4 separate regions of the Mus musculus genome follow, and regions 1, 3 and 4 are each linked to region 2. The links are chromatin contacts, called in public promoter capture Hi-C maps. All regions are on one chromosome and are shown on one strand. The core of a region is the stretch at or near the end of the contact, and the rest is flanking DNA. Distances in the headings are between cores, read along the strand shown.

Region 1 (6,825 bases), core at 1,055-3,554, 1.5 Mb after region 2:
GAGTTGGTTCTCTCCTTTAACCATGTAGGTCCTGGGGATGGAACTCAGATTGTCAGGACGGTGGTAGGTGCCTTTTACCACCAGACCATCATATTCCTGGTCTCCGTGACTGTAGGTTTTAGCCAATAAGAAAGTAAGGATACAAACCAAACTTCTACATCGTAAAAGTTATTTTGCCAGGCCTTCCTTGGATTCACATATATACCATCACTCCATACAACATTCAGACCTGGAGACCCATGGTTCAGGACCCAGGATCCAGACTTGACCCTCGGCTTTTCTGTTACTCATCAATGAGAACCTTTCCCATTCCATCTACCTTCTTCTGGCTCCTTCATTACTTTCCTGGGAAGGACATCTGGCTCAACTGTCCACGAGGGAGTCATTTATTGAATTATAGGCAAGACATTCTGTGATGTGCTACAGTAGAAAAACGATGTGACTATGTGTGTGAGAGCACATACAGCTTCTGTGACATCCCTGTCCTCCTCGATTACCTCCCACTTTATTTTTTTGATATACAGTCTCTCACTGAACTCAGAGGTTGAAAGAAAATAAGCTTTCCTTTTTTTTTTTTTAACCCACAATCAGCTAGAGTTACATTTGGTGTTGCCTACCTATAACCCCAGAATTTGGGAGGCTGAGACAGGAAAATGGCCTGGAGTTCTAGGACAACCTAAGCTACATGGTTTCAAGGCGGAGTAGGCTAAAAGTAAGTACTTTCACTAAAAGCAAAACAGAGAACTAGCTTTCCCTTTCAGACAAATATGGCTCATTACACGGCCTCTCCCTCCCTCCTATTCCTTCTCCTTCATGAAGGTATAATTGACAAACAGTAGTTGCTTACATTTACATTATAAAAAATGATGTTTAAAAATATTACTTTTGAGACAGGGTCTCTCTACATAGCCCTGGCTAGCCTGGAACTCACTTGGTATACCAGGCTGGTCTTGAACTTAGAGATTCCCTGCCTCCTGAGTGCTGGGATTAAAGGAACTATCACACCCAACCCAGAATGGTATTTTTAAAAAGACTTTTCAATGTGTGTGTGTGTGTGTGTGTGTGTTTGTGTGTGTGTGTTATGTGTGACACATATATAGGGGCCAGCAGAGAGCAGAAAAAGGCAGTGGATCCCCTAGAGCTAGAATAAAGGGTAGTTATGTGCAGCCTGACTAGGACGCTGAGAACCAAATGTGGGCATCTAGAAGGGAATCAGGTGCTAAGCTATCTCTCCAGCCACCAGAATTATGTTTTGATATAGGTATATATCACGATTAAGTTAACTTTCACTAACATTTGCCTTTTTTGGTAGTGATTAAAATCTACCTTCTTAGAAAAATTTCAAGTGTAAGATATTAACTCTAGTCATCCTGGTGTATCATATATCTCCATTAGGTATTAATCTTACCTGAAACTTTGTACTCTGACCACCTCACACCCCACCCCCGCCAAGCCTGGGCAGAGGTTCATGCATGCTATGAAAGTACTCTGTCACCGAGTTACATTCCTAGAGAGTCAGGACTTCTTCTTTTTTTTTTTGTTTTTTTTGTTTGTTTTTAAAGATTTATTTATTTATTTTATGTAAGTACATCGTAGCTGTCTTCAGACACACCAGAAGAGGAAGTCAGATCTCATTCAGGATGGTTGTGAGCCACCATGTGGTTGCTGGGATTTGAACTCAGGACCTTCTGAAGAACAGCCAGTGCTCTTAACCCCTGAGCCATCTCTCCAGCCCGAGTCAGGACTTCTTAACCACCTAACTTTCTTTGATAAATGATTCATTTACAATGTTTCTTAAAAAAAAAAAAAGCTCAAGTTGCTCTTCTACCCTTAGGAAGAGAAAACAAGAAGCACATACACAAATTAAGGTCCTTAAAAGCAGTGACTAATCTGAAGCTCCGATACTGAACTCCAGGTCTGGGTCTGAAACTTGGATAGTTAGGGTGGTGGTGGTGATGTGTACGAATCCAGGAAAGACTTGATAAAATAATCGTACCTATGCAAGAAATTGAAAAACGTTCTTGCTGATTAGAACCTATCAACTTTTAAAACTTTTTTTTTCAACAAGCCCGGCTGGCAGAACTGCCGGGCACGCTGGTAGAGGCGCACACATTTCTCTACCCAAGTCAAAAAGTCCTCAGCAAACCTAGTTCCGGCTGCCACCGAGCCGGGAAGACAGCGAAGAGCTGGGCAGGCGAGCGCGAAGTAAGAGACCGGTGTCCCCCGGCTGCATTTACGCGAGCTGGCGAGACTTACGTCACGATTCCGACAACCCAGTCATCAGGCCAAGTCTTGCAGCCATCCAAAGCGCGGCGTGCTCACTCCTCGACGACGAGGTTCACTCTCACCGGTTGCCTCGAGTCCCAGCGCCCGTAGCAACCAAGGGTGACGGAAAGCGGAAGTGCTCTCTAGTTCCGCCTCCCTGTTAACCCAGGTCCGGTGAAGAAGCTTGTCAAGTCCAATCATCGCGGCGAGAATATCAATCAGCCAATAAAAGGGAAGCACGGGAGGGCGGGCTAAAAAGGTCGCGTGCGCACGCGCAGACGGCTGCAGGGTCCTTGGTGCTGTGGCGGTGTGGTTGATTAGGGTGCTGCTTTCAATCGTGTGGCCTTTGGGAACCCCGCGTAGCCACTGCCGCCTCCTTCTGTCCTCGCCATGTTCCTCACTCGGTCCGAGTACGACAGGTTCGTACGGCGGGAAGCAGCAGGGTCGAAATTTGGGTGGGCGGGCCTGGGGCCCGCGCCGCGGCCTGGGTTCTGCAGTGTCATGGGGCGCCCGGAGAACCTAAGTCTGGCGGGACCCGGGGAATCTGGTTCCCGAGGCGCCCGGCGAGATTCCCCAAGCTACACTGCAGCGGACCCGTTGCACTTGTCCCGCTGAGTCACCGCTAATCCTGACTCCCCGCGGAAGCGAGAGGCTGGGGCTGCTTGGGGCAGGCGGCGGAGAGGGATCGGGACCTTTAACCTGGAGTAGATTAGGGGGACACCAGCCTTGCGTCCGTCTTTTCAACCTAAGTCTGACTGCTTAGGAAAAAGAAAAGTGAAAGGAGTTTCCTTGAATAGAAGCTACCAGAGACTATTGGATGAGTTTGTAGGAATCCGTCCTGTGCTGTACATTTTAATCTTTTTTGAAGAGCGAAGGCAGTTTTCAGCTATGCTCGGATAAATATATTGCCTACAATCTGGTTTTGTGGGAACTTGAATGTACAGTGGTTCTCAGAAGAGTTTTAATACACTGATTCCATTTGACCAAAGTGTGTGTATGTGAGAGGAGGTTTGAAAGCAAGTTAATTTTAGTGTTGTGTTGAAAGCTAAATGTTTTGTAAAGTCAAAGCTGTGTGGTTGTGTTTATTAAAAGAGCAGACAACCTAAAAACTTTCAAGTCTCGAAAATGCTAACTAATACTGTCATAAATGCTGTAGATACTGTAACTTTCAGTTTCTGTTTTGAGCAGTTTTGCAAACCACTGGGTTCCTTTAAAAGTTAGGGAAAGCAGACATTTTCTTAGTTCCAGGTTACCACTGAGAAATTACTTTTCTTGGCAAGTATGTATTGAGCCTGTCAAAATATATATATGTCATTCCAGGTGCCACAATTTTGACAGGCTCAATACATACTTATATATACACATATATACATACATATTAATCTCCATCCTTTTGCTGACTCAGAAAATATCGGTGAAGTTTTAAAACTATTTCCTGTTGTCAAGTAAAATGGTCGTTAACACTTGGCTTCCAGAGTATTGAAGAGAGTCATCTTTAGGTGATAAAATGTTAAGAAAATTGTGATCCTCATCTGAAAGGCTTTACTGAGCTTTGCCCATTTATTTATATGAACTAGTTGCTTTGTGGATTTTTTTCTTTTGTATTTGCTAAGACTAAATAAAGCCCAGGCCTCTATTTAGCTAATGTTCTTGAGCGTTGGCTGTGTTCAAGAAGCACTGTTTAGGGAGCTGGTTTTACAGCAGTGAGCAGAATCAAGATCTCTACCCTCCTGTTTGCAACAGTAACTGTAATGTGAGACAGAAATGTATTGATGTTACTAGAGGAATCTAAGGCAGCACTGGACGTTCTGATGAGAGGCTGCATTCATTGTTGGAGGTTGGGGAAAGCTTCACAAAGAAGCTGATAATTCAGATAGGTCCAGGGAAAGTAGGATTTCTAGTAAACCAAGACCATGAGAACGAACAGATAATAAAGGATGAACAAGGGGGACCAGTGAGGAAAAGGCATAACACATTTGGAAAAGTCCAGGCTGGTTACCACATATGTATGATGCATGTTATGGGACAAGTAGGTGCTATGGAAAAAACAGGATGGTGCCAGATACTGATGGTTCAATAGACTTAGAATTTGGACCTCACTCTGTAGGCACTGTGTGCTATCAGTTGGGGGTGTCCATGTACCATATACATGCCTGGTGTCCTTTGAGGCCAGAGGGTGTTGGATCGCCTAGAGCTGGAGTGACGGGTGGGTTTTAGCCAAGATGTCAGTGCTGGGAGTCAGAGCAGCAGCTTCCTCTGGAAGAGCCCCTAGTGCTCCTAACTGCTGACCCAGCTCTCTCTCTCTCTCTCTCTCTTTTTTGGGGGGGGGGGTCTTTTTTGGTTTTTGTTTTAAAAGACAAGGTTTCATCTATAGCCCAGGGTGACCTAGAGCCACGAGGCCTGGAGTTTGGGACGATCTTTTCTGCCTGAGTGTTGTGAGTTCTGGAGTTACACTCATGAGCTGTGTCAGTCTCTCATATTTTCTTTAAAGAGTTGCCTCATCACAGTTGTTTTTATAAAGATTAATTGATTGGAAGAACGAGTTGGCACCAGTCAGGAGGCTTTTACAATAGTTAGGTAAAGGGTAACAAGGACATAGGGATGGAAGTGATGTTACCATGGAGGAGGCGCTGATAGGAGTTAGCATGACTTAGCATATGGTAGGACAAAGGGGACGGTAGGGAGAGTGAGTCATCATTCAGAGCATTCTATTGTGAGGAACTGAGAAGCTGGGGCTGTTTGAAAATAATGGGCATGGTAAAGAGGAGTTGGTTTTACAGAATGATTAGATTTAAAGGGTTATATTTCAGATTGGAAAATGTTGGATGTTGGTTGTAATTGGGCTATTCAAGGGGACTTGTTTCAAATTTAGATTAACTGAGTAAAAGTCAAACTGGAAGTAGAAATTTGGAATGATCGGTTTTAATTTATATGCAACAACCCAAGTAAGCAGGAAATTTGGGAGGATGAAGACAGAGCTTACTAGGATAATGCTTCCAAGTCGGGGTGCAGAAACATTTAGTCACATCCGTTTATAGGGTTCTTTCAGTTCTCTGCAGTTTACTTACATTATCACAAAGGCAGGGCCATTTCTTATTTTTCCTGAAAGCTAGTGGTGAGTCTGGTTCTCAGTGTCGGGGTGTGTGTGTGTGTGAGTGTGAGTGTGAGTGTGTGTGTGTGTGTGTGTGTGTGTGTATGTGAGTGTGTGTGTGTGTGTGTGTGTGTGTGTGTGTAACCTGGGGCTCATACATAGTGGGCAAGAGCCAGAGCTCTACAACTGAGCTGGTCCCCAGCTCAATGTCAGAGTTTTCTGACACAGTTTTTCTTTCCGAGAGCTTTCAGCTGTGCTCTGTGATCTGTTGGCCGAGGAGAGAATGAGGACTGGGTGGTGAGAATAATTCCCAGTGAAGTAGAGTAGTTGAAACCTTGGTTAAGTAGGATTTCTTGAGTTGATTCTGCTTTTATGCTGAGGAGTAACTTTGAGCAATTTATTTGATTTTCTCTCTCTCTCTCTCTCTCTCTCTCTCTCTCTCTCACACACACACACTCACAATTCTTTTTTTTTTTTTAATTACGTATTTTCTTCAATTACATTTCCAATGCTATCCCAAAAGTCCCCCATACACCGCCCCCCCATTCCCCTACCCACCCACTCCCATTTTTTGGCCCTGGCGTTCCCCTGTACTGGGGCATATAAAGTTTGCATGTCCAATGGGCCTCTCTTTCCAGTGATGGCCGACTAGGCCATCTTTTGATGCATATGCAGCTAGAGACAAGAGCTCCGGGGTACTGGTTAGTTCATATTGTTGTTCCACCTATAGGGTTGCAGATCCCTTTAGCTCCTTGGGTGCTTTCTCTAGCTCCTCCATTGGGGGCCCTGTGATCCATCCAATAGCTGACTGTGAGCATCCACTTCTGTGTTTGCCAGGCCCCGGCCTAGTCTCACTAGAGACAGCTATATCACCATCCTTGCAACAAACGCTTGCTAGTGTATGCAATGTCACAATTCTTTTGAAGAAAGTTTTGGTTAAACAGATTTGGAAGCTGGGCATGGTGGCACACGCCTTTAATCCCAGCACTCGGGAGGCAGAGGCAGGCAGATTTCTGAGTTCGAGGCCAGCCTGGTCTACAGAGTGAGTTCCATACAGAGAAACCCTGTCTCAAAAAAACTCAAAAAACAAAACAACAAAACAGAATTTGGAAACAGTAGTTTATGTATACTGTTGTGAAGTTTAGAATTCATGAACTAAGAATTACAGTTATTTGTATTAATTTACTCACAAACTTTTAAAATTGTAATTGTGTGCTGAAAGCTATAGCTAACAGTATGCTTGTGTCTCTTCTCTGCATGGATCAGCAACCCTAGTGCAAACGAGGGGCACATTAATGTAGTTAGTAAAGTAGTCTGGCATAGCTGTATAGACTTTGGCACCTGTGGATCTCAGTCTGCAGTGATACTATCTCATACGAATAGGTAGAAAAATGTACATTAACTGCTACAAAAAATAGCAACATCAAATGTACATAATGGGAAGGGGGGAAAAAGTCCATTTTCTTGGA
Region 2 (6,197 bases), core at 1,559-4,058:
TCATTAGTAGCTTACATAGGGTAAAGATCTTTATAATAAGGCTATTGTTTAAACTAGGAGCTGTTATCTGAAACTCTCATGCAGTCCATCCAGTAGACATCATATCATTTTACTACCCTAAAATGATAAAGAACTTTGTAGTAAATGGTATTATTCTACTTTCGGAGAATGGACAATCAGTAGAGAAGATTTGCATCTCTACCCCAACATAGAGATGAATGGATTATGTTGTAAGTTCTTACCTATTGCTTTTGGAAATACATATTTTCCTCTTTATCAAAACCTTTCTTCCTAAACCAAGTATCCAACCTTCCTCTTGTCCAAGAGCAGCAACCCTGGAGGCCAGCTTTATACAGGTGTCTAGTTTGACCCAATGCATACACCTAAAGTGGTAGCTAGTCCTGAAACCATCCTGAGGGCAAGTTCCTAGTATAAAGAGCAATGTCCTAAGGGCAGATGCCTAGTCTACAGAGCAACCTACAAACAGTGGATGCTTGTTGGTGTATAAAGTGCTGTGAGCTGATTATCAGCAAAAGCCAAACCACTATAACCAAACCAATATACTAGTCATTGGATAGAAACTGGAAGGAGGGGAACGGCTATAACTTCACAAAAAGCTTTACCTTTCCTTCTGATCATGTGAAATATCCAGGCTAGAAGGAATCTGTGCCCTAACTCAAAGCCACATTCAACCAAAATTATTGTATTTAAGTCTCAGACTCTGCCCTTTGATACACCCAGCACTTGTCTGTTGAGTAAACTTGCCATATACTTTCAGTTGCCTAGTAGGAAAAAGGGCTTGGTGCTTCCTGTGACCATGTGATTAGTCTCTCTTGCTTAATTTCATTTCTACCATGCCTGTGGCAGGAAGTGGGGGAGTAATACTTCTTTGAGTACATATGTAGTGCCTTGTAACTGGAAATGTTAATGGTTCCAGTCTCTATAATACATTCATAGTAGTCTTCTCTCTGAGGGAGTCTTTGGAAAACTCCTGAACTCCTGTATATTGTGTGCACTCTCCCTACTTTATAGAAAAGAGCATATTATTTTGTGTTATGTGTGTCCTAATATCTGCCCTCCATGGTAATCTCTTTGTGATTGACAACCACATCCGTTAACTTTGTGTTTCTAGAACCTGAGCACAGTGCCTGGCTGTTGGGACATTGCAGGGTAGTGGGGAATGAGGAAGCTAAGCACTAGTCTGAGGCTTCTAGGCAGTCAGAGGACATAGAAGATATCAAAACAACAGAGGTTTTCCTTTATATATTTGCCTCTTGCTAACAAAAAACTTGAAATCCTTTGAGTGGTAGTGAGGTAGTTGTGTTGGCCTAGGCTGTGAATCACTTCCTGTGAGCATAAAGATAAGCAAACATCATATCTAAAAGCAAAATAACCTTAACTGGCCCACACAGGAAACCACATTTCAGTTTGGCATCTGCTCTTAATCAACCAGTTTCAAAGCAGTGAAGATTTGGATCGAGATTGAGAAAGCAAAACATTGCTCACACAGCAGATAAAATTCTTCTCTGGCTCAATCTTCTAATAGATATGATTACCAAGAAAAGCTCCTCATGGAAAAAACTATTACTGGGCAAATTCTCCATTCTTCTTCATTTCTCCTCTGTATCAACAGTATACTGTCAGACATCAAAGGGTGCCTAACCCATGGTTTTTAACTTAGTTCACTTAGGTCACTATTTATAAACATAAGGTTTAGTAGCCTCTGAGGGTGGCTCTGACAAGCTGCAACTAACTCCCAATCATCTCCCTTGAATTTTAGGTGAGAAAATGTGGACATGGATACTTTACTTTCTCCCTTTTAGATTATAATCAAATGAGCTCTTCACAGCTCTTGGACCAAGAAAGACCTGATACAGACATTTTGTATTGACCAAAGCTTGACTATCATTTTGCTGAATACTTACACCCTAGAATGGCTTGCAAGTTGGAAACTATTACTGTATCAAGTTATGTGGGTTTCCTCTCTGCTGCACATTTTATGTGAAATTTGTCAATGTTCAAGCTTTGTGTATCACAGACCATTTAAAGTGAAGAAAGAAGCCCTTCAGATCACAATGTTTACCTTCCCCCAAACTAAGCCATAGGAATAAAATACATGAAGTACATTGCAGAACACCTATGTTGCAGGTTTTTTGTATCTATCTTATATCAAAACATGACATTCTCAGCACTAACTTTCCTTTAAAATGTTTTCAAACAAAGACAACATGTCTTCTGGCTACTGTTCTAAATCACTCTGGTTATGATTTTCCTCCCTGCTCTAAAATGAAACTTCAAGTTTTTGAAGAAAAAACAACATAGAAGATCTCCCCAATTTCATCTCATCTCACCTCAAAAACTTCAAGCATTAGAAACCACCATATACAGTAAGCAATTCAAGTGGCATAATAATGTAAGCTTATGAATACTTAGGCCCAAAGAGATATCAGAAAATAAAACACCAATTAAATCAAAGTATTTCTAGCCCAGTTGCCTAAGGGAAGTGCTGATCTAAATATTTGTAAACACATCACATTTTAAAGTTACTAAAGGGATGTGTGGAGACTCTCAAAATGCTATGTGCCTTATTAGCTGATTTAGAGCTGTTAAAAGTCATAAATCTTACCTTTTGAAGGCAGTGTCCCTCAGTACTTCAGGTAGAATTCACTGATTATCTTTTAGGTGGCCAGCACAGCCTGTAACCCAGAAGTCTATGTCTATTTGTGTAAAAGGAGAAGTGAAGAGAGAAAAAATACAATCATGCTGTGACGACAGGAAACCCAAGCGAGAAGAGTGAGGAAGTGAGACTGAGTGTTCTCTCTTAGGCTCAGATAGTCAACTGTTCCTCAGTGAACTTGCAGAGGCTTCCACTCCCAGCCTATTCTAAGCTGGTTTCTGGAAGCTAAAGAAGGTCTGACACACCAATCTGAGTTCTGGTGAACTTTACAGTAATTTGAGTGATATTTCCTGGCCATAGAACAGTGCTTCTCAATTGAAGCAGCAACTACAAAATACCCGTGGGTCTGTTTCTGTGTATGTGTCCCCACCGTTTGACCACAAACTATACTACTAAACCATACTGACCAAGCCAGCATGGTACTGGAATGAAACCATACTTGTAGATCAATATAGCATAGTAGAGGACACAGAGATAAACTTGTGTAGGATTGAATATCTACTTTTGGACAAAGGTGTATCAAAACATGAACTAGAAAAACAAAAATGCAGCTGGAGAGATCGCTCAGCAGTTAAGAGCACTGACTGCTCTTCCAGAAGTCCTGAGTTTAATTCCCAGCAGCCACATGGTGGCTCACAACCATCTATAAATGGGATCTAATGCCCTCTTCTGGTGTGCCTGAAGACAGCTACAGTATATACATATACATATACATATACATATACATTATACATATACACACACATACACATACACATACACATACACATACACATACACATATACATATACATATACATATACATAATAAGTAAACAAATCTTGTTTAAAAAAAAACTATCTTGGGTATTCTAGGTTTCTGGGCTAATATCCACTTATCAGTGAGTGCATATCAAAGGATTTCTTTTGTGATTGGGTTATCTCACTCAGGGTGATACTCCAGATCCATCCATTTGCCCAAGAATTTCATAAATTCATTGTTTTTAAAAGCTGAGTAGTGCTCCATTGTGTAAATGTACCATATTTTCTGTATCCATTCCTCTGTTTAGGGACATCTGGGTTCTTTTCAGCTTCTGGCTATTATAAATAGGTCTGCTATGAACATAGTGGACCATGTGTCCTTTTTACCAGTTAGAACATCTTCTGGGTATATGCCCAGGAGAGGTATTGCTAGATCTACTGGTAGTACTATGTCCAGTTTTCTGAAGAACCGCCAAACTGATTTCCAGAGTGGTTGTACCAGTTTGCAATCCCACCAGCAATGGAGGAGTGTTCATCTTTCTCCACATCCTCCCCAGCATCTGCTGTCACATGAATTTTTGATCCTAGCCATTCTGACTGGTGTGAGATGGAATCTCAGGGTTCTTTTGATTTGCATTTCTCTGATGATTAAGAATGTTGAATATTTTTTCAAGTGCTTCTCAGCCCTTCCATATTCCTCAGTCAAAAATTCTTTGTTTAGTTCTGTAACCCATTTTTAATGGGGTTATTTGAATTTCTAGAGTTCAGCTTAGTGAGCTCTTTGTATATAATGGATATTAGTCCCATATCAGATTTAGGATTGGTAAAAATTCTTTCCCAATCTGTTGGTGGCCTTTTTGTCTTATTGACAATATCTTTTGCCCTATAGAAGCTTTGCAATTTTATGAGGTCCCATTTGTCGATTCTTGATCTTACAGCACAAGCCATTGCTGTTCTGTTTAGGAATTTTTCCCCCGTGCCCATATCTTCGAGGGTTTTCTGCACTTTCTCCTCTATAAATTTCACAACTTCCAAAACACAAGAAAATCAAGAAGGAAGACCAACGCATGGATAATTCATTCCTCCCTAGAATAAGGAATAAAATATCCATGGAAAGAGTTGCAGAGACAAAGTTTGGAGCTAAGACGAAAGGATGGATCATCCAGAGACTGCCCCACTTGGGGCCCATCCCAGAATCAGCCACCAAACGCAGACACTTCTGCAAAATTTTGCTGAAAGGACCCTGATATAGCTGTCTCCTGTGAGGCTTTGCCAGTGCCTGGCAAATACAGAAATGGATGCTCACAGTCATCTATAGGATGGAACACAGGGCCCCCAACGTAGGAGCTAGAAAAAGTACCCAAAAGCTGAAGGAGTCTGGAACCCTATAGGTGGAACAACAATATGAACTAACCAGTACCCCCAGGGCTCCTGTCTCTAGCTGCATATGTAGCAGAAGATGGCCTAGTTGGCCATCATTGGGAAGAGAGGCCCCTTGATCTAGCAAACTTTATATGCCCCAGTACAGGGAAATGCCAGGGCCAAGAAGTGGGAGTGAGTGGGTAGGGGAGCAGGGCGGGGTGAGGGTATAGGGGACTTTTGGGATAGCTTTTGAAATGTAAATGAAGAAAATATCTAATAAAATTTAACATAAATAAATAAAGAAAAGAAAAACTAAAATGTATTGAATTAAAACTGGCAAAATTAGATAGCTACTAACAGAAGAATTAAATTAAATCTGTATTTTCTTTTACCCTTTACAAAAATAAATTCAAAGTGCACCAAAGACCTTAATTTAAAACCTAGAGCCGGGAGGTGGTGGTGCACGCCTTTAATCTCAGCCTCAGGGAGGCAGCGACAGGTGGATTTCTGAGTTCAAGGCCAGCCTGGTCTACTAAGTGAGTTCCAAAACAGCCAGGGTTATACAGAGAAACCCTGTCTCAAAAAACAAAAAACAAACAAACAAAAAAATTTAAAACCTAGAATGCTAAAACTACTATGGAAAACACTTCAACAGATTGGTATAACCAACCCCTTTTTGGAATAGAATCCCAATAGAACAGGAAATACACCCATGATTTTAAAAAATGGGATTAAAGAAAATTAATCTACACAGCCTCTCAGAAAGTAGACAGAATACAGAAGAGAATACCTTTGCCAGCTGTATCTCAAAGGGGTTTGATATTTAGAAATATAAAGAGTTGCACAAACTAAGCACCAAAAGCAAAACAAAACAAAACAAAACAAAAACCCAAAAAACAAGAAAACCTTCAAAACTGCTTATTGATGAATAGGTCAATGAACTTAACAGACAGTTCTCCAAAGAAGAAAAACAGGTGGACAACAAATATTTTTTTAAATATTGAGCATCCTCAGCCAGCAGAAAGACACAAATTAAAACTACTTTTAATCCTGGTCCTCTGACTTTTACAATTTTTCAATCCCCTTGTTCATGCTTTTTTAAAATTGTTTTATTTCTTTATATTCCAAATGTTGCCACACTTCCTGGTTCCCTCTCTAAGAGTTCTTCACCTCATACCTGCTCCCCTTGCCTCTAAAAGGGTGCTCCTCTATCCACCCACCCAGTGCCCCCTCACCTCTCCACTCCCATTTCATTCCCCACATCCCTCTTCCTTGGGGCATCAAGTCTATACATGATTTGGCACATCCTCCACTGAGTCCTCTGCTACATAAGTTCAGGGGGCCATGGACCAGCCCATGTATGCACTTTGGTCAGTGGATTAGTCTCTGAGAGCTCCCAGGGGTCCTAGTTAGTCGA
Region 3 (6,321 bases), core at 2,485-4,984, 1.1 Mb before region 2:
GAGAGAAAACCTACAGAGCTTTGGGGTGGAGAGATGGCTCGGCAGTTAAGAGTGATGGCTGCTCTTCTACATGTCAGACTTCTCATGTCTCATGGCAACTCCAGGGGGAGCTGAAGACTCTGACCCCCTCAGGCACAGGCAGGCAGGCAGACAGACAGACAGGCAGGCAGGCAAGCACATGCATGCACACACACACACACACACACACACACACAGAGAGAGAGAGAGAGAGAGAGAGAGAGAGAGAGAGAATAAAAATAATAGACCAAATCTTTAAAGTTTCCTTGTGGAGCTTTTATGTCCAGTCCCTTTGGGTCATCTACCAAGTCATAAAGCACCCCACACACACCCTTTGTCAAACTCAAAGTGAAACTTACATCTAGATCCAAGAGGCTCTCCCACTGTAGAAGCTTCTCTCTCTCTCTCTCTTTCTCTCTCTCTCTCTCACCCTCTCTGCCCTTCCTGGCAACAGGAAGCCAGTCCTTCATGTAGAGTGAACAGATGTCATGTTAACAGGAGTTATCCTCTTCTAAGAGGAGTCAAGTCTCTGTCTAGCTTCCTCCCCTACGTACCCAGCGTGTTTAACACAGACACCTCTGGGAAGCCTGTGCAGCACGTCCTTTCCCTGGAGAGTTGCTGTTCTGGAGTGGTATCTGAACACATTCCAACAACACATGTTTATCTCTAAGGTCAGCCTTTCCTGTTGATGCTCTGGGAGTAGGTAGGGGGGAGGGGGCTAATGGTCTCTGCAGCCACAGGAGGTGAGGAATGAGGGCAACAGGGACATGGCTCCACCCTGTGGGAGGGTGCTATTATGTTGAAGTTTCTAGAACATGTGTGACCATGTATCTCCCAGCACTATTGTCGCCAGCGGAGATGAGAAGTTGGGCACCTCCTCTTCCATAACTGAGCCAGGACCTGGTGGGTGGGGACCTTTCAGGTGGGGCCACAGGATCTGAAGCCAGAAGAAGGGTAGCATTTCCATTGTTTAGCTCAGGATGCACTCTGTTGGGACACAGCTAGCTCTGCCTCTCCCTTTAAGCTCATCTATAGGTGCCAGGACCTTCAGGCTCTGGCAGCAGGACAAAGGGGGCCACCCTCCCTCACCAAGCTGGGTGAAAATGCTGAGTGATTGACACCTTTGGACCCACCCTCAGGAAGACTACAGACCACTTATCCCCTCTTGCCTGGAGCAGATGCCCACGTGCCTTTTGCAGGGTCCATTTCAACTGTACATGCCTTTGAGAATGATGCCTGTGGCCAGTTTCAAGACCTCTGACCCCTTTAGGATTTACTGTCAATTGAGATGGTCACAGTCTCTCTCTAGGCTGAGTTTCAGAAGGTGGGAGGATGGCGGCTGAACCATCTGATTCCTCTTCAGCAAAACTGAACCATGTCCCTCCAGCCCCCGTCCTCAGGCCAGGAATATTTACCCATGTTTATTTAACCATGGCAACAGGCTTTATTCTCTATCACTTAGGCCCTTAAAAAGGGAAGAAACAGAAAGGCAGTTCATCTCCCTGCTGTTGCTTTCTGGAAGAAGTAGAGATAGAGAGAGAAGGAGAGATAGAGGTAGGAGAGATGGGGACCTATTCTCTCTTTACTCACACTAACCTCAGACTTGCAATGGCCCAGCATTATAGAAGGACTTCAGATACTTGCTGGTACTTGTGTTCCAACATCCTGGGGAGCCATACAACAATATGTGTACCCCTAATTTATCTGGAAATCTCTTGTGATCTCTGTACAGAGATTGTGGTTATCAGTTATGTCTTTCAGTCTCCATCTTCAGAGCGGATGAAATGTGTGCAGTCCTTGCTAATGCTGTTTTCTTCACCTGCACAATGGGACATGTATTCTTACGTCTTGACTATTTTGCAGGTGGTCGTCAAAAGGCAGTTTTGTAGGGCTGGAGAGATGGCTCAGTGCTTAAGAGCATTTGCTGTTCTTCCAGAAAACCAAAGTTCCATTTCTAGCACTCACAAGGAAGGAAGGAGAGTCAAAATTGCTTGTAAACAGCTGCTCCAGGGGGAGGGTGTGGGATTTGTACCTTCATTTGGCCTCCCAGGGTACCTGCACACATGTGGCACACACATACATAAAAATAAATCTTTAAAAAGGCAGAGAGGTTTGTAAGGAGTATGATATGTTAGACTCACAAGGGTTTAAATGATATGCAGGGGAAACTGAGGCCCAGGAAAGCATTTGAGTTGTTGCCCCAACCACAGTGCTACATTTTTGTCAAGAGCTCAGACTGCTTGCCTCTCCTGGCAGTTCAACCACAGCCAGTACCCTAAATTCCAAAGATGTTCATGCCCAGGTTTCAGGGATGGAGAAAACCACAGATCTGCAAATGTTTACCGAGAGCTCCTTACAACCGGCTGCTGTTCTGCAGGGTGAAGATATAACTGTGTAAAAGGGGTGGGGCTTCAGGGTGGGGAACCCACCTCTGTTTCCTAGGAGGGTCATGGTGGAGGATGCTGCTCTGACCCACTACTTTCTTGAACTGATTCAACAGCACCAACACCGTCCAGCCTAACTTTCTGACTGGCACATCACTCTGAAGAGGAGTGAGAAGATAGGCCAGGAGCATAGTCACAGTCACCAAGTTCTTCACCTACCCCCTAAATGTTTTTGAAGAAGTGATCTTGGCTGGCATCAAATGAATGTCCACAGTGTCTGCTTTCTCCCTTCGCGGCTTCTCTTGCATCCTTTTGGTTCTGTCTCACACAGACCACCAAAATCTTGCCAGGGGCAAACTTTCCCCTATTAATTTTCTTGAAACAAAGCAAAGCAAATTGTTACTAATTACTCTGGCAGGCCGAATGGTGAGGTGTTTGCTCACCGAGGGTAACTTAAGTCAGGCAAGTGGCCAGGAGGCCGGCTTTAGAAGTATCGAGTTGGACTGGCCTGCAGAAGCACCCCTTTCGCTGTGCCCCAACTCCACCCCTTACACCCCTAGGAGTTACTGCATGGGTACCAGGGAAATGCCTGTCAACTATCCTCAGAGCGTCCTCAAGTCCTCTTCTCCCCTATTCAAGAAGGCCAGCATTAGGGAGTTCTAGGAAGGGAAAGGCCTGTTTCTCCACTCCCTGCCAACTCTATTGAAACAGCTCCCAACACCCCATCTTTAAATCTTCCATTAAAATTCGCTCTCTGAAGTGACTATCCTCATATTTACTTGTTTGTCTCATAGTTCCTTCTCCTCCACGATAAAAGTTATGCAAGGCTGAGACCTTGTCTCTCTTACTCAGTATCACCAGGTCTACCTTGAACACAATAGACTGCCACACCAGCTGAGACCTAGCGGAAGCCGCTTCCTTCCGCTAGCGCTAGAGAGGAGTGGGCCCGGAGGAGATGAAATGGAGCCGTGAACTTCCAGGACCCTCTTTAGAAAGAAAAGGCTTCTGAGGGATTTAAGGGGAAGGCAAAGGAGAGCGTTTTCTTCTCTGAAAGGAGTTAAGATTCAACACTGTGACCCTCCTGCCTAGTCCTAGTCCTCAATCCTAAAACTGCGTTCTTCCTTTATAATAGACAATGAATGCACTTGACTGGGGGCTTTGCCAGTTCCATGCCCCACAGAACCCAGAACCTAATCAAGACCTCTGCGAGTCTCCCAGTAGTTGCTGCTGTCTGCAAGGCCGGTGACAGACTTTCTCGGGTCGCCAGGCCCGAGCACCCCCCCTCCCCGACCGCTCTTCCCATTGGCCGAAGATACCCCTTCTGAGTTCTCATTGGCTGCTGCACTTTTCCTCCGCCCCTATCCCGGGCATTGAGCGGCAGCAGCGGGGAACGCCGCTCTAAGTCCCCACGCTGGAGCTGAGGCTCGGCTCAGCGCGGATAAGGGCGCGGAGCGCACTGAGAACCCTACTTTCTCGTGAGCCCGAGCCCAGCAAATGGGCGAATGACAAAGGAGAGCAAGGACATGGACTGCTATCTGCGTCGCCTCAAACAGGAGCTGGTAAGATCGGAGCAGGAGCCTGGGGACAGGGAGGACTGCTCCACCCAGACCTAGGTACCTGACTTGCCCCCCCCCCCCCCCCCCGCGCTCCGTGCACCGGGCGGAAGCGGAGAGGAGAGGGGAGGAGAGGAGAGGAGAGGAGAGAGGATGCCAACTGGTAGGTAGAGGCTAGGGACGTTGCTCAGAGGTAACAAACTTTGGCAAAGATTTCTGATGAGATATGGACAAGTAACAGGGAGTCAGAGCACCCAGATAAGTTGAATGTGACAGAACAACTGAAGAGAAAGGAGGACACACCCAGAGGGGACAGGCACACGGACGGAGTAAGGCTCAAGTGTCCAGAGTCGCAGGAATGACAGGCACAGGCATCGGGCGCCAGTGGTCGGGTGCCGGGCTCCTGAAGCGCGCAGACAGGTCCCTGCCCTGTGCAGGAGGTCAGGCTGGACTGCTCGCTCGCTCGTGGGGAGCTGGCACCGCCCGGGGCCCCCAGCTCTGCTGGGCTTGGCAGAGCTGGCGCGGCTGCGGGGGCAGGCTTGGCCGGCTGTCTGCCCGGGCTTGTCTGCCAGCAGGGAGGGGGGTGGCAGCTGTAATGACGGGGGAGGAGGGGTGCCGCCTGGCAGATCGCGGAGCGGGAGTTGTGGAGGCTCGGCCAGATGTCAGGTCTGGGCTTGGGGAGTGCGCTGGGAGTGTGCGGGGCCTCGGGGTGCTGAGGGTGAGTATGCTACCCTGGAGTGGGGGGATGAATCACTGAAGAGGGATAAGTGACTGTTAAGGCTGTGTTAGGGAAGCCAGGTGAATTCTGATTTCTTTCTCTTGCCTCTCTCTCCTCTTGTCTCTCTTCTCTCTCCTCTTTCCCCTCTCCCTCCTCCTTCCCCTCCTTCCCTCCCTTTCTCCCTCCCTTCTGGTTTTCCTTTACCACCAGGATTCAGACAGATAGGTAGGTAATGTGCGTCTTTTCTCAGCTCCGCCCGTCCCTTCTCCATCTAGACTGCCTTAGCTTCTACCTCCCACTCCACCTCTCAATGTCTCCTTCATTTTTATCTCCCATGGCAGTAGGCCCTCCTGGCTCACTTAGCTCCTTCTTTCTTCTATTCAGTCAGGTCACCCAGGCAGATCTGGATTCAGAGAGTGCCCAGCTCAGGCTTCTTAAGATCCCGAGAGATAACCTTTCCAGTCCTAGCTGCAGAGATTCCACTCTGCCTGCCTGGCAATGTGTAACAGGCAGGCTTTGGTGGTAGTAGGGTGGAGAGAGGAAGCAGAAGTAGAATAGCAGGTGCTTTCATTGATGCTCCTGACCAAGACGACCTGGCCCTAGTCTTGTCCGGTCTGGTCCAAGAGACTGCCTTTTCACGTTATAGTTCACTTCCTTAGTCCTTCCCTCTGAGCCCTTTCTGTGATGACATGCAGATATGAAAGTTACTAGCGCTCCAAAACACGTCTTTGCTGCTCTTCCGAACTGTACCAGGTCCTGTACCTTATCAGTTTACATATGCATGCCATGCTAGTTTGGGATGGTGGTCTTGGACCATAAATAAAGTCCCCTGCTCACGGTCCCACTTCACGTGGCCAGTACCAGAAAGACCAAGATCATGGCTGAGGATCAAAGCCCATGCTGAGAAAAGAACAGATTCTAATAGTATCTATCCTCTTTGTGCCTGGCACCTGGGATCATGCCACCACACCAGGAGAAGCATCTATAGAGGGTCTGTGGGTGTTCCTGGCATGGGGATGGATTTTCTAAATCTTAACTGATTTGCATTTTATGGCACTCTATGTGGGAGGTGGTGGGGGAGAAGACAGTCTGCTGATGTCAAGAGAATTTTTTAAGAAAGAAAAGAAATCTGCACTGAGCTGAGCTCCCAGATTTTGATCTGCAAACCCCCACCAAGGCCTTGAGTCCCTGTGCCTGGGAGAAGGAGAGACTAAAGTCACCCACTCCCCTTCGGTTTTCATTTGGCCTTTTGTCTGAGCATCTCCAGCCTTTGACTATCTTGGAGAGGAAGCCAACTGCCTGGCCCAGGGCCCAGAATGACACTCTGATGGCAAAGTTCTTCACTCCCCACCCCGTGGTCCCCTGCTCCCTCCCCACCATCAGCTTACTGAAGAAGAGTCCCAGCAGAGCAATGGGCAGAGCTATCAGTGTTTCACCCCCTGCTGCCTCACCTCAGTATCCCAATAGCAAAGCTGACCTCTGAGCCTCACTATCCCTAATTGGAGCAAAGAGGAAAGCAAAGTGCTGTTAGCCTGGGCCCGCACCTGAGCTGCCTTCCTCCATAGACTGTAGGGATTGAATTTGTGGATCTTGGCTATGGCGTGGATAGGGACCCTTGGGCTTCTCTATACTCTCAGGCTGTAGTGGC
Region 4 (6,071 bases), core at 995-3,494, 1.1 Mb before region 2:
GAGCTAGCTGTGGGACACACTAATGCTTTAGGAAGAGAAAACACAAATTCAAAAGTAGTAAGATATACATGAAGAACAGCAGAAAGACCCACATACTCTCTGTTGTTGTTTCGAGACAGTTTCTCTGTGTAGCTCTAGCTGTTCGTGAACTCTCTCTGTAGATCCGCCTGTCTCTGCCTCCCAAGTGCTGGGATTAAAGGTTTGTGAGAGGACTATATCTCAAAGCTAACTGCAAAGGTTAGGTACCAAAGGCCCCAAGCACCACACAGTACAAACTGCAATGTAACTACTGGAAATGAACATACTGGTTTTAAAAAAAAAAAGACTAGGAAATAAGACTTTTTAAAAATCCCTTAACTCTGGGCACACATCACAGATTTGGGTACTTTATTCTCATTCTCTCTCTCTCTCTCTCTCTCTCTCTTTCTGATTTTCCCAACTATAAATTATTATGTAGTATTACTTTGATACTACATAATACACAGGCACTAATTATTTTAATAATATACCTTAAAAATATGATTTTTACTCAAGTTTGGGATTTTGTCTGTTGCCAAGTATTACAAAGCCAAAACTCTCAACACATCCTAAATCTCAAATAAATTAGCCAATGTACTTTAAAAAGTATATTCATTATCTCCCACGGTTTCGTGGATATAGAACTCAAAGATTCTAGACAACAAATACAAGAATCCTGGGTTTAAAGGAATCACATTGAAGATCGACCATCTCAAAAGCCCCCTTTTGAAGTCAGCCATCACTACACACTCCAGACGACAGTGTCAGGATCACATCTTATTCACTGTTTAATCCCTAGTGCCTACTATAGTATTTATATGTAACAATGGCTAAACAAAGCTTTTTAAAGAATGATCCCCCAAACCCAAAGCTGAGTAGGACAATCTTAAAACCATATCCCGAGGCAACCTAGAAAATGAGAGATCAATACAACACATACACAAGGCTTTAAGAACCACCTGAAATTTCTGCCATAGCACAGTACTTACTAATCCAGAACTTCTACCTTCTATGTCTAATCCCACTCTAGTCAGAAAGTAAATGAATTTTTAATTGTACGATTCCAACTGACAAATGGTCGAGATGTACTTATAACAGAAAATTCCAACTTTAAAATACTGGACGTAGCCTTGGCCACAACTCACCGACGTGACCATCTAGTTTACTTCCCTAACTTGCATACGCTTTGGTCCGGCCTCTTCAAACTCACCATCTGGAAGAGTTACTAGTTTGTCACGACTCTCAATAGAGTCACGTGCTACACACCCCCTTCCGGATCCTGAGTTAGACTCACCTGAGTACTATAGTTTTCAAGAATCAGAGAGTCCAGAGCAATGGTGGAGAATACACAAGTTTTTCCAGTGCCCGACTTAGCTTGGACAATTAAATCTGAGGAAGAAAAAAATTATATATATTACATATTATTACCTAGATTTACTGATGCCACCAGATACCAAATACGAGAAAGGAGAATGAAGAGGTTCTCTGCCATGAGGACCTAGTTGCCACCTGTATTTTTGGTTGACTCTCAAACGCGCAGGAGGTGTGCTTGATGCCCCAATCTCTTAACCACCGAGCTACCTCCCCAGCCCTTTGCGCCCCGAATCTCTGCCGCTCACCTTCTCCAACTTGGACTCCATGCTGGAAGAAAGTCCTACCCTCAAATTCAACTGCGCGCCTTAGAGCCTGGCTTAGCCCCGCGATGGCGCGGAGCCGGAGCTCTCCGGGGGCCACGCCGTCCCCTCCTTCCCCCCACCGCCGGCCGGCCCCGGTCCTCACCGAGCCCGCAGCGCCCCAACGGGATGGCCTTGAGCTGCACCGGAGAGGGTCTCTCGAAGCCGGCCGCCCGCAGACCCTCCAGCACCGGTCGCGACAGCAGCAGCGACTCGAAGTCCGCGGGCTCCGCCAGCACCACGTCCCCGGTACGTGTGCGCGGCCCGCCGATGTCGTGTGCGGTCCGCTGGGTCCACGGGGATGCCGGAGTCGGCTCCACAGCCTGCACCGGCGCGGCCGCACGCTCCGCAGCCATAGTGGACTCGGAGGTTGTCAAGGCCGCCGGGACTTCAAACGCCGCCGCCGCCATGGTAGCCGCGCCTCCAGATCTCGCGATATTTAGACTTGAGGCGGGGCTCCTGGGAGCGAGAAGGAGAAAAACTTTATTGGCAGCCTCCCGGAGAAGACACGGACACGCCTGGAAGCGGAGGGGAAGAACGGAAGTCGGAGGCTGTCACTCTAGGAGGGAGCAGAAAAAAAAAAAAAATGTAGCCTGAGAAAGAGGCGGGAAGAGCGAGGGAAGATGAGGCTACCGGTGTGTTGCCGCCTGCGGCCTGCAGAGGGCGCCGCGTGCCCTTGGTGGGCGCCGCCCGCTGCCGGCCTCCCGCGGCTCTGAGTGCCTGGCCGCGCGGCGGGGCTCCAGACCCGAGCGCCCAGGACGCGCTTTGTGACGCAGCTCGCGAATCGGTCGCCGTCGCCTGGGCTTGGAGTCGGCTCCTTGGGTCAAGCTCGGCTGTAGCCACGCCGAAGTCTTCGCGATCCGTACCCTGTCGCGTGACGGAAGTCTCCTGATATTTAAGTGGAAACCTGGACTGCACGCCAACTCCTAGGCTCTGCTTGATCGCTCTCTCGGAAACCCTAGGCTAATAGACGTCTCGGGTCCAACGGATCTTTTGTGTGCCCTTCCTCCGTTATGGGGTGGGCAACTAGCACACCACTTTCCCTTCCTCTAGACCCACTCATGTGTCACCCTGTCAAAGAGGCTTTTCTTGAAATCTTGAGTGGTTTCCATCCTGACTGCTTCCTGGCCTTTCCCATTATTCCCACCACTATCCCCGAGTTTGATTATTTGGTTTGATTGGCTTAGTTAGTTGGTCTGTTTATTTTCTAAATCAGAGTCTCCCTATGCCGCTCAGGCTGGCCTCAAATTGGAAATCCTCCTGGCTCAACTTTTCAGATACTGAGATGACATGTGTGTGCCACCATACCTGGTCAGGTTCTTCATGATACAACTACCTAAAATGTTTATTGTCCACCCCCCACCACCACCCCCACACACACTTTCCATGAGGACAGAAAGCTATTCTGATTTGTTCCCTTCTGTCTCTGGTAGGAGAAACATAATCTGGCACGTACTAAATACTGTTTTTTGAAAGAGCTCTTAGAACAAAGCTTTAGTCATGCTTCCAAATGTAAGCATATCTTTATTACTTTTCTCATTGATGATGATGGACTGAGTCTCAGAACCTGTAAAAGAACCCCAATAAATGTCCTTGGCCATGGTGTCTCCTTACAGCAATGGAAACCCTAACTAAGACATGTTTGCTTAGAAATTAACAAAGCACTAAGCAAACGTCCACTATCCAAATGAAGGAAGAGGAACTAAAGATCGCAAGCTTCCTCATAGTTGCCCACATCTTTCACCCACCCAATCCACAGATGACAAATCTGAGGATTCCTTTTTGCTTTGCCTTCACCCTCTTTCTATCAAACTACTGTCAAATACTTGTGTCTCCAAATGTCTCATCCACTCCTTTACCATCTCCATAGTATCTACCCTGGGTCTTCTGGTCATCCTAACTGTTGCAAAACCCTTCTAGATGGGCTTCCCTGTCCAGACCATGAACCTCAGAGGCACAGAAATTACTTCCTTTATCTTTCTTTTTCCTAAGAGTTGAATCCATGATGTTGGCATACTACACAAACACTTCACTGTCTAACCACACTCCCAGTTAAAGAGTGAAACTCATTCCTCACTTCTTCCTCTCTCTCAGTCTCTTTTTCTGTTGCTGTGCCAAAAGCACCTTTAGGGAGAAGGTTTGGGTTGGGTTTGGGTTTGGGTTTGGTTTTGGTTTTCTGGACCATGGTTGAAGATACAGTCCATTATGGTGGAAAAGTGAAGGCAGTAGGAACTTGAAGTGGCAGGTCACGTTACATCCACTTTCAGGAAGCGGAGAACAGTGGATGTTTGCAAGTGTGAAGCTTTCTTCACTTTATACATGCCAGGATCCCCAAGAGAGAATGGCCCTGCCATTATTAAGATGTCTTCCCATATCAATTAACCTAGCAGAGATAATCACCCAGGGCCCATCTCCAGGTAATGCTAGATCCTGTCAATTGGATAGGTAATGTTAACCATTACGTTTCCTTTCTCTTTTCAAGATATTTTCTCACATTTATAGAATCATTAGAAACACACTTTTTGTTAAGGTAATGAGAGGATAAATAAAGTTACAGTAGGGTAGTAAGCAACAGATGACATCTTTAAAAGGATCATTGCTTGTGTCTTCAGGTATTCAATCTGTGCCCCGTGCTTCACAATTATAAACCCAAAAAGAAAAACAGAGAAATGGGCTCCTATAAACGTGAGCCATGAAGTTCTTCTAGCGGGATGCTCTGCAGACAGAGAAGCAACGCAAATGAAACAGAGAAAGTAAGAAAGGAAGGAGACAACAGTGTGGTTGATGTTGGTGGAGGATAATTCTGATGGGGATAAAGGAGATGGACATGATGATGGCTGTGGTGACTGCTAGCATTTATTAAACTCACATTCCACGAGGAGCTCACAACTCCAGGAGATGGGTACTATCATCTCCATTTCACAGTTAAAGAAGATAAGGCACTCACCCATCTGACATACTTATGAGTGACAACAGGATTATGGCAAGACATCCATAACGACACGATAGTGGCACTCACATCACTGTGGTAACTCACAGCTCTCTGATTGGACTGAAGGCCCACTCAATAGGAGCAAAACCACACCTGGTACTAGAAACCTAGCCCAACTTCCTGGGGCTGGTGAGGTCACAGATCTTAAAAGAGAACTTCTTAACACCCCTTTGTTAGACCAGCATAATTCCTAACTACATTTCTAAATCTCATTCTTACACTCATAGACAAGTATAGCTTTTTAGAAGAAGCTTCTCTTAGCAGGATGATGGTGGTGCACACCTTTAATTCCAGCCCTCGGGAGACAGAGGCAGGCAGATCTCTGAGTTCAAGGTCAGCCTGGTCTACAGAGCAAGTTCCAGGACAGCCATGGCTACACAGAGAAACCCTGTCTAAAAAAAAAAAAAAAAAAAAAAAAAAAAAAAAAAAAACAAAAGAAGAGGAGCAAATAGAGTCCATCATGGAAAACCACACTGGGCACAAAGCAGAGATCAGTGGATCAGCCCAGCCCCAGTGGAAACATCTACAGCACAGCGCCTGCATTTATGGCTCAGGGAGCATCACAGAAGCAGCAGAAAGATTATACAAGCCAGAATACCACTGTGAAATCGTATCCCCTAGAAATGACTACATAAACAAGACCAGAACGATGCCAATATCAGTACACAAAAGTCTAACACAGAAGTGGGGATGTCTCACAAAGTACCATCCCTAGAAAAAGGACGACTGGGAGAGGGGAGAGTGAGCCCCTCCGAGAGATGAGCCTGTATTGATTATCCACTACAACGTAGTCAGCCCTGAAACCATACACAACAACAAAAACACACTCAGCAAATTATGTTTGCATATTTGTATACACATACATATGTGTGTGCAACAGTAATAGAAAGGAAGCTATCAATTTGAGAGTGGGAGGTGTGGAGGAATTTGAGGGAAGGGACTTGGGAGGAGTTAAAAGGTAAAAGGGGAAGCAGGGAAATGACATAATTTTATTTTAGTTAAAACTATTTTGTAAAAAAAGAAGGTAGAAAGCTGAAAAGGAAGATACCCAGGACCCCCTAAGGATCTTCCTGAGACTTACAGGAGCCCTAAAATCTGGTGACTTCCAGCAGAAGAAATGGACTGCATAGGCCTGTGCCCAACAATGGCTCAGAGACAACAAGGTACTAGGAGAAGTCCTCAGAAGCCAGGCAAAGTGTCCCAGCCTTCCCGCAGTCACAGGGATCCGTCATCATGGAGGTAGGGAAGGGTGCAGGCTCTTCTGCAAGCGGGCCCAAGGATTACTAGGCCTACGATAGATTTGGGACAAACACTGCTCACAGTGTGAAAATCCTGCTGTGCTCCATGCAAGGAGTGGAAATCAATGGAGAGATCAAAATGTGGGCGAC

What was found. Promoter capture Hi-C pulls out the DNA fragments that hold promoters and counts their contacts.
Region 1: a promoter capture Hi-C map of pre-B cells shows a contact between it and region 2, with 4 times the contacts expected there. The contact joins the promoter of Psma5 here to the promoter of Cd53 in region 2.
Region 3: a promoter capture Hi-C map of liver shows a contact between it and region 2, with 2.2 times the contacts expected there. The contact joins the promoter of Inka2 here to the promoter of Cd53 in region 2. A contact is called at or near these places in 4 of 39 promoter capture datasets (the 3T3-L1 cell line, liver, neutrophils and 1 more) and 2 of 115 datasets of contacts at active chromatin or transcription factors (bone marrow-derived dendritic cells and large pre-B cells).
Region 4: a promoter capture Hi-C map of pre-B cells shows a contact between it and region 2, with 2.9 times the contacts expected there. The contact joins the promoter of Ddx20 here to the promoter of Cd53 in region 2. A contact is called at or near these places in 9 of 39 promoter capture datasets (the 3T3-L1 cell line, the C10 cell line, the HPC-7 cell line and 4 more), 3 of 484 Hi-C or Micro-C datasets (B cells, the HPC-7 cell line and pre-B cells), 6 of 115 datasets of contacts at active chromatin or transcription factors (bone marrow-derived dendritic cells, memory CD8 T cells, microglia and 3 more) and 2 of 9 other capture datasets (adipose tissue and liver).

What each region holds. Positions count from the first base shown.
Region 1 is chr3:108,254,622-108,261,446 of GRCm38.p6, forward strand. Psma5 (proteasome subunit alpha 5) reads left to right here and starts at 2,305. Exons shown (of 9, transcript NM_011967.3): 1 at 2,305-2,684. The coding sequence starts at 2,656.
Region 2 is chr3:106,787,341-106,793,537 of GRCm38.p6, forward strand. Cd53 (CD53 antigen) reads right to left here and starts at 2,809. Exons shown (of 8, transcript NM_007651.3): 1 at 2,627-2,809.
Region 3 is chr3:105,700,865-105,707,185 of GRCm38.p6, forward strand. Inka2 (inka box actin regulator 2) reads left to right here and starts at 3,735. Exons shown (of 2, transcript NM_175398.4): 1 at 3,735-3,961. The coding sequence starts at 3,905.
Region 4 is chr3:105,685,327-105,691,397 of GRCm38.p6, forward strand. Ddx20 (DEAD box helicase 20) reads right to left here and starts at 2,245. Exons shown (of 11, transcript NM_017397.3): 1 at 1,798-2,245; 2 at 1,313-1,407. The coding sequence starts at 2,101.